Regions from separate parts of the Callithrix jacchus genome. Here region 2 is linked to region 1. Evidence: chromatin contacts called from public Hi-C data. All regions are on one chromosome and are shown on one strand. The core of a region is the stretch at or near the end of the contact, and the rest is flanking DNA. Distances in the headings are between cores, read along the strand shown.

Region 1 (4,317 bases), core at 947-3,446:
TCAAGGGGGAAAGAAATGAAAGTTTTAAAAAAAAAGTCTTAGAGGTAAATATTTCTTAGACTCTAGAATAGCTGTGAGGCTGGGCACAGTGGCTCATACCTATAATCCCAGCACTTTGGGAGGCCAAGGCAGGTGGATCTCTTGAGGCCAAGAGTTCGAGGCCAGCCTGGCCAACATGGCAAAACCCTGTCTCTACTAAAAATACAAAAAATCAGCCGGGGTGGTGGTGCATGCCTACTGTCCCAGCTACTTGGGAGGCTGAGGTAGGAGAATCGCTTGAACCTGGGAGGTGGAGGCTGCAGTTAGCTGAGATCACGCCATTGCACTCCAACCTGGGTGACAGAGCAAGACTCCGTCTCAAAAAATAAAGTAAAATGAAATAGCTGTGGGTCTTTAAGGAGCTGCAGTCTATGATCTACTTAGGGAGATTATCTTCCCATGATTTTATGTGAAAGGAAAAAGTAAAGGGAGTGGGAGGGGGAAGTAAGTTGTGGCAACTTCCCCATCTCTACCCACATTGGGCAGCGGAATATTCCCCAGGCGCCCCAGGGAACTGAAACTGAGAGTCGGGATGGGGATGCAAGTAAGGTGCTGCAGCAGAAAACTTGTGCTTGGAGTGTCGGCCAGTTTCTGCTTTCTGCAACGGTCAAGTGGACACCACCTATTCTGGGCAGATGGAGACCAGGGAGGTTTCCTGCCCCTTGGAATGCCCACCTTGTGAGGTGTGGGCAGTGTAAACCTGGAAAGCTTTTCCATTGGCTAATGTTTGTGTCCCAACATCTACGAAATGTTAAGTGGAATTAAAAATGGGGAAATACTAGTGGTCTCCAAATCACTCCAACGTTCAGGGAAGGAAAACTGGGTGATCACTCCATATCCTTAAATGTACTAAGGAGAAACCTCATCTCAATCATATTCCATATAATCACCATGGGAGGTGGATGGGGGAAGGGATGAAGTAGGAGAAGCAGAGCTTTCCATTTAGAACTATGAGGCTAAGGCTGGTCCTAGAGTCTAGTAGGCTCTGGCCTCACAGTTCTATGAAAAGCTCTAAATAGAAATATAACCAGCAATGCAATGAGCTCTGAAAAATGCTCTCTGGGGGTTATGAGGGGAAAAAAAGGTACCTTACCCTGGCCCGCTCCAAGCTCCTTCTCTGCTCATGAAATGCAGCTGGACTTTTCAAAGCTGTTGAGAGAACAGTAAAGAATTACCTGCAAGCAAAGCATCACATCTAGTGCTACAATATTGAGTGGAGAAGGCATAGTTACTGTTAGTAGACGTACTATAAATATCGCTGAAGTGAAGGCCATGACACCTGGGTAAGCACGTATCTTTATGGTTTAGCTACCCCATTCAAACAGTTTTGGTAGAAACCAATATATGATTCCTAATGGGAACTATCACTGCCTAAGCTCAGGCTGTATAAAGTACACTCATGGTATGCAACTGTAACAAATACCCTAACCCATGGCTGGACCTTCAGCCACAAAGCCCCCATCAGCCAGGCCTCCAAGGATGCCTGAAGGCCTCACGTTATTCTCAGGAGACCAGCACACAGGAAGGGGCAGAGATGCATGCCAGGTCAACCTTACTTTTTCAACCTCATGAGGAATCATAAAGTGGCCAAACTCTTTCAATGGGACAGTTAAAACCAAAAGGATACATGTATGTCCACTCGGTGCTATTTCCTTTTACACTGCACCTGATATTTACAGTGCTGCTAAAATTAACTTGAATTTCATCTCTAAGGACTAAAAGAGCTCCACAGCAATTGTACGTGAAGGAACACACACAACCGACAGCTGACAAGTAGGGCTCAGCTCTATTCTGGGGATACCACACAAAGACCACAAGTCTTGACTTCTGCAAACAATGCTCAGGTGGCAAGACCAAACCAAGGGCCTCCAGAAAGGCTACACCATGAATGGAGGGTCTGACTCCTTTTGTCAAAAATTTGGCTGTTAGGACAAATAACAACTTAAGACACTTTGAGGCTGAGGAAAAGGCCTGACTCACTTCAAGTAGGGAACAGTGGCAATAAGAGAGAAATTTATAAGACTGTGGTCAGTTTCACTTCTGCTGCCCTTACAATTTCCCAAGAGCTGTGAAACTGTGAGCAGAGATAACTTTTGTGAGGCTGCTGGCTGTGGCAGGAGTGCAGGGTTAAGGAGCTGCTAAAAGTAGCACTAGAGCATAGATAGGACCCTATCCTGCCTGGGCCTTTGTGCTTCTTCCTCCTCCCTCCCCCCAGCGGGGGGCTGGGCCTCAGCAATAGCAGTCCCAGCAGAAAGCTTCAAAGGTCCAGCAGTATTTGTTTTTTTAAAAATTCTGTGAATCTAAGGATAAAAAAGAAACCAGTCTTAAAAGCACTACTGAGATCCCACCTTCTAACAGAAGGGGGAGCTCTAGATTTAACAAATAACATCAAAGAAAAACCAGCACAAGTTACCTCCTCAACCCACCTGGGCACTATCCAGGCCTCCCTACTTCTTATATGGTCAGGTCGTGGGCATTTCAGTGGATGAACATACACCCCCTGCACCTGCTTCTACTGTGTAAAGCTGCCTCAACTCCAAAGGCCCTGCTCTGCAGGAACCTGGGTGTTGGAAAGCAACCTTCAAACCTCAGCTCTTGGAAAGCTTAGCATATGCATGAGACAGTAAGTACAAAGAATCAAGAGAAAACAAACACTGTCCACCCCACCCCACCCCATCCCACCCAGCTTCCTTTCCTGCCTCATTGTTTTTCTACAACACTCATCACTGTCTTGACATTCTTAATACAAATACTACATATTTGGCTGGGCATGGTAGCCCATGCCTGTAATCACAGCACTTTGGGAGGCCAAGGTGGGTGGATAATGAGGTCAGGAGTTCGAGACCAGCCTGGACAACATGGTGAAACCCCACTTCTACTAAAAATACAAAAATTAGCCGGGCATGGTGGCAGGCACCTGTAATCCCAGCAACTCAGTAGGCTGAGGCAGGAGAATCACTTGAAACTGGGAGCTGAGATTGCACCACTGCATTCCAGCCTAAACGACAGAGTGAGACTCCATCTCAAAAAAAAAAAGAAAGAAAGAAAAAAGAAATATGATATATTTTTCTTGTTTGTTTACTCTCAGTCTCTTACATTTACAGTATGCTCCCCCACCCCCATCAGAGCACAGCAAGGGTTTTGTCTATTTCTTCAGTTATGGTATCTCTAAGTACCTAGAATACCAGGCACACAGTAATTATTCACTCAATGAATATTCTGTAAGAAGCAGACACAAAGTGACTAGTAACAGGAGGATTCTGCAGCAGAGCTCTAAACTTTCATCTGAACTGCCAGAATTCTGGTTCTCAACTGGGTTCAAAACTTCACAAAAGTTCTGGATAGACAGTCAAGGGTTGTGCATTCCAGTACTGCCTGCTACCAATTACTGCTGGGTGACGTGGGTTGTGACTGCTTTCAGGGTCTAATTTTCTTTCAGACTGAGAATCTACCCACCTCTCAGAACTCTTAAGAAAGAAATACCAGCGAGACTGCCCTGAACCAAATGGTACATGTGCCAATATATTCAGGTGGTGTTGTCACCAAACACTGTAATTCCGTTGAATCACTGGCTTGATTCACTCACAGGCCAGCTAGTTTCTAAAACACAGCCACAGATTCTCTGCCTGAAATCCTGGCTAACTTGCTGCCCCAACAACCCACACTGGCTGGCTATCCCCAATGGGTAAGGTACAAACCCAACTTGTAGGAAAACAACTCAACTCATAAGAACTTCTTGAGGACATCATCTTCATGTACAAGGTGGTGAACCACTAGTGCAGGACGGGTGATAGGTGACATGGCTACAGAACACAGCAGTCCCCTCATCTACAGTTTTGCTTTCCATGGTTTCAGATATTCCAGTCCAACCAAAGTATAAAAATGCTACACTATTTTGAGTGGGCCCATATTCACAAAACTTTTATTACAGTGTATTGTTAAAATTGCTCTGTTTTAATTTCTTACTATGTCAGATTTATAAATAAAATTTTGTAATAGGTCATACATATAGGAAAAAAACACAATATATATAGGATTTTTCAGGTATCCACTGAGGGGTCTTGGCATGTGTTCCTCGGGAATAAGGGAGGACTACTGTGAATGAATTGCTATCTGGTCCCATTAAGGACACTTTCATGTAATAGCAAGAAACGGATTAATATCTATTGGGTGCTTACTTATATGGTGAGCACTGTTCTAGGTATTTTAAACCTGTTTGCTAATTTAATATTCCTAATTCTATGTGGTAGGTAATATTCCATTTTATAGATATGGACA
Region 2 (4,317 bases), core at 1,241-3,740, 200 kb after region 1:
GTCTCACTCTGTTGCCCAAGGTGGAGTGCAGTGGTGCAATCTCAGTTCACTGCAACCTCCGCCTCCAGGCTCAAGTGATCCTCCTGCCTCAGCCTCCCAAGTAGCTGGGACTACAGCCATGGACCACCATACCTGGCTAATTTTTGTATTTTTAGTAGAGATAGTCTTGAACTCCTGGACTGAAGTGATCCACCCACCTTGGCCTCCCAGGTGTGAGCCACCATGCCTGGCCCAAAGTACCTTTTTTTTTTTTTCTTGAGACGGAGTTTCACTCTTCTTGGCTCACAGCAACCTCCACCTCCTGGGTTCAGGCAATTCTCCTGCCTCAGCCTCCTGAGTAGCTGGGATTATAGGCAAGCACCACCATGCCCAGCTAATTTTTCGTATTTTTAATAGGTCAATCTCTTGACCTCGTGATCCACCCACCTCAGCCTCCCAAAGTGCTGGGATTACAGGCTTGAGCCACCGTGCCCGACTGTAAAAGGTTTTTAAATGCATTAATGTGCTGGGCTCCAGAGCTTTGCATGTACTATCTCATTGGAGCCTCACAGCATCGCTATGAAGTAGGTCCTATCATTTACTGCAATTATCATTTTATAAATGAGGAAACAGTTTAAGCGACTTGCCTAGAGTCACACAGCTTATAAGTAGCAGAATCAGGCTTTGAACCCAAGCAGTCTTAGTCCAGAATCTGTACATTAAGCCACTATTTTGGTAAATAGCACCTATTATTTTTCTATCAGCTTTAATATAAAGACAACTCTAGTAGGAATGTTATTAATGCTTTGTGTATGGAGAAATGACTATATAATCTCTACAGAAATCATATTGTATGCCATGATGTTTTAAAATACTTAGAGCAGCTGGGCACAGTGGCTCACGCCTGTAATCCCAGCACTTTGAGAGGCTGAGGTGGGCGGATCATGAGGTCAGGTGTTTGAGACCAGCCTGGCCAACATGGTGAAACCCTGTCTCCATTAAAAATACAGAAATTAGCCAGGCATGGTGGCAGGTGCCTGCAGTCCCAGCTACTCAGAAGGCCGAGACAGGAGAATCACTTGAACAAGGAAGGCGGAGGTTGCAGTGAGCTGAAATTGCACCACTGCACTCCAGCCTGGGCAACAGAATGAGAGTCCATCTCAAAATAAATAAAATAAATAAATAAATAAATAAAATACTTAGAGGAGGAAAAACTACAACCCAAGGCATGACCTACTACACTATTTAAACAGTAGATGTAAAGATTTGCAGGGAGCAGGGGTCTCTGTTTAGGCCCAAGTTGGTGAACTGAAACTGTGTGACAGTAAGGCCATAGTGTAAAGGCCAGGCCATTGTAACCACTTGATTTTATCTCCACTCAGCCAGTCTAGGCCAGACTGCTTAGGAGCAGAGCAGAAATGTACAGATGTCCCCAGCTCCCCACTCCTTTTGACCAGCAGGAACCCAGTATGGATGAGATGCGATGATTAGGTCCATAATGTTCAAACTCAGCTTGTGACTTAGAGCAAGTGACTTTTTTTTTTTTTTGAGACAGTCGCGCTCTGTCACCAGGCTTTGAGTGCATTGACACGATCTCGGCTCACTGCAACCTCCGCCTCCCGGGTTCAGGAGATCATGAGGTCAGGAGATTGAGACCATCCTGGCCAACATGCTGAAAACCCGTCTCTACTAAAAATACAAAAATTAGCTGGGCATGGTGGCACGTGCCTGTAGTCCCAGCTACTAGGGAGGCTGAGGCAGGAGAATTGCCTGAACCCAGGAGGTGGAAGTTGCAGTGAGCCGAGATCGAGCCACTGCACTCCAGCCTGGCGATGGAGTGAGACTCTGTCTCACAAAAAAAAAAAAAAAAAAAAAAAAAAGACACTATGAACAGCTATGTTTAATTTCTCAGATTTGCCAGTAATGATGATTTCATTAAAATGGAAAAAAATTCATGTTTTAGGATTAAATGTGGTAGCAAATGGTGGTACTGATTAGAATTCTTACAATTGCAAGGGATAGGAAACAGACTAACTTATTAAGCAAAAGGACTGCATTAAGTCAGGAAAATCCAAAAGTCCCCGTACTATCTAGCTTCAGGTATGGCTCAATTCAGGACTCCAGAGTATAACCAGGACTCAGTTTCTTGTCATTTTCTCTCTTTTCTGCAGAGTTGGTGTCAGAGGCAGGTTTCACATGCTGGCAAGCTAGAGCCAGCAGTTCAAGCCCCTAGGTCCCCTGAAGTTACAAGTCCAGCAGAAAAAAAAACGATGAGGGACTTTGTCCTAGACATTTAGCCTGAGTCTCAATGCCTCTCATTGGTTCCGATAGATCACATGCCCAACCCTGAGCCAATCAACGTGGCCACATCCGGGTCAGTTACTACTGCCCCCGCCCCCTGCTTGAGGAGCCCTACTGAAAGTCGGGAGGCTTCTGAGTCTTCCCCAGGGAGATGGGGACAGAGGATGGGGGGCAGCTGGTACTACATATGTGCCTTATGGTTGGGCTTGGGGATTTAGGAGGGCTTAGCGCCCGGAGCATTATCCCAGGGCCTGGCCCTGGGTGGCTTCTCCCTGCGCCTGGCTGCTTGGCAGGGCTTGAGGGGAGGAGACCCACAGTTCCGGGCCTGAGTCACCTCCCTCCTGGCTGGGCTTAGGCGGCACTGACTCAGCGCCTGCGTGAGCTGGATGCTGCCTGGAAAGCTAATCAGCCTCCCAGGCGAGTCATGCCTCCTGTGACGTGGGCCTGTGTCGTGAGTGGGAGGGAATGAATGAAAAAGCGTGGGCTCACCATGGTTCCTATAGCGTTGATGAAGTGAAGGGAGAGGGAGGCGGAAGTCAAGAGCAGCCCTTAGAAAAGGCCGCCAGCCAGGCTGCGGTGCTCTCTCTACGTGGGCCCGTGCAGTCTCTTCCGGGGTGAGCACACAGTTGCCCCCGCCTCACACCCCAGCCCCAGGGGGCACCCCAGGGCTCCGCTGTGGCCTGCCCTGTGGCTAGCAGGCCCTTCTCTGGTTCTCTCCTGTGTTTCAAACCTAAGTTCCACGAAGCAGGACGGGGTTGGTGGGGGCGGGGGTGGGGTGGGGATTGGAAGTTTGGCCAGTTCCACCTCCAGCTGCCCTCCCCACTGCACCCCAAGCTTAGCCTTGACAAACGGATCTCTGTCACTCCAGGGGAGAGAAGAGTAGAAAAAATGGAGGTAGAACAGGAAGGCAAGGGGAGCTGTGCAGAACCACTGGGGAGCTGGAGAGTTCAACCAGAGAAACTGCTCTGTGCCAGGCCTCCAACTAGGAGGTGTGGACAACGTTCCTGCCTCCTGGGTACTCAGAGTCTACTCTGGAGACAATAAGAAAAGTGATTAATCACCATGGAATGTGCGCTAGCCTTAGTCCGAAGCAGGGGTCTGGTTGCTGAGGTTTGTTGAAGGAAAATGCCTGTAATCCCAGCACTTTGGGAGGCTGAGGTGGGCAGATCACCTGAGGTCAGGAGTTCGAGATCAGCCTGGCAAAAATGGTGAATGAAACCCCATCTCTAATAAAAATGCAAAAATTAGGCATGGTGGTGGGTGCCTGTAATCCCAGCTACTAGGGAGGCTCAGGCAGGAGAATCACCTGAACCTAGGAAGCAAGAGGTTGCAGTGAGCCGAGACTGCACCACTGCACTCTAGCCTGGGTGAGAAGAGCAAAATTCCCTGGAAAGAAAGGAAGAAAGAAAGAACGAGAGAAGAGAAGAGAAGGTCTATAAGGGGAAGTGAAGCAGGTAGCAAAGGAGAAATTGCGGAGCCGGGTCTCAGGTCTAGCCTTGGCCTGGGTCAGAGGGCTGGGTTCCAAGCAGAGTGGCTCCCTTGGAGGCCAAAGAGAATGGCCTTGTCCACCTCCTTTCAGGCTTTGGATGGGGCTGATGGGAGGTGAGGTTGGGGGTGCTTGTCAGCCAAGGGCCCCTCTTCACATAAGAGGACAGCTGTGGGGCAGCTGTGAGTCCTTAGAGCCAACCGGTGAGCAGCCTGGTAAAGCAGCATCTCCTGCAGTATGGCCATGCTAGCTGTTTGCTGGAGGCCAGGGGAGGGAGCTTCCAGGAGGTCATTCTACTGCATTGTGAAGAACAGCTGAAGAGGCAGCCAGGCCAAGCGTAGAAAGGCTGGAGAGGGTCAACACGTGCAGAAGTTACAGGAGCCCACAGCCCTTTCTGGAAACGCTAAGATGTTTAAGGGTAACATGGCATGGGGGGAAGCAGGCGGTGGTGAGAAGAGGCCTGACCATGAAGGGTCCTGTGCGCTCAACTAAAACAGGAGTCTGAAAGAATGGGATTTTCCTTTCACCCCATTGCAGTCCTTTCCACAAAC

What was found. Hi-C and Micro-C count contacts between places; a contact is called where the count stands out from the background.
Region 2: a contact with region 1 is called in a Hi-C map of skeletal muscle, with 3 times the contacts expected there. The contact joins two enhancer-like sites. A contact is called at or near these places in 3 of 3 Hi-C or Micro-C datasets (induced pluripotent stem cells and skeletal muscle).

The regions. Positions count from the first base shown.
Region 1 is chr1:191,159,530-191,163,846 of calJac240_pri, forward strand. MRTFA (myocardin related transcription factor A) reads right to left here. Exons shown (of 14, transcript XM_078334625.1): 5 at 1,133-1,188. Among named protein-coding and RNA genes, the nearest start is that of SGSM3, 63 kb to the left of the region's middle. Within about 2 kb of position 2,197, at least 5 of the 16 cell types and tissues checked have an H3K27ac peak or open chromatin away from gene starts, as enhancers often do. A contact at or near this core is called in skeletal muscle, where this site is marked.
Region 2 is chr1:191,361,656-191,365,972 of calJac240_pri, forward strand. The region is part of intron 5 of LOC108590263 (a long non-coding RNA gene); the gene reads right to left. Among named protein-coding and RNA genes, the nearest start is that of MRTFA, 19 kb to the left of the region's middle. Within about 2 kb of position 2,491, at least 15 of the 16 cell types and tissues checked have an H3K27ac peak or open chromatin away from gene starts, as enhancers often do. A contact at or near this core is called in skeletal muscle, where this site is marked.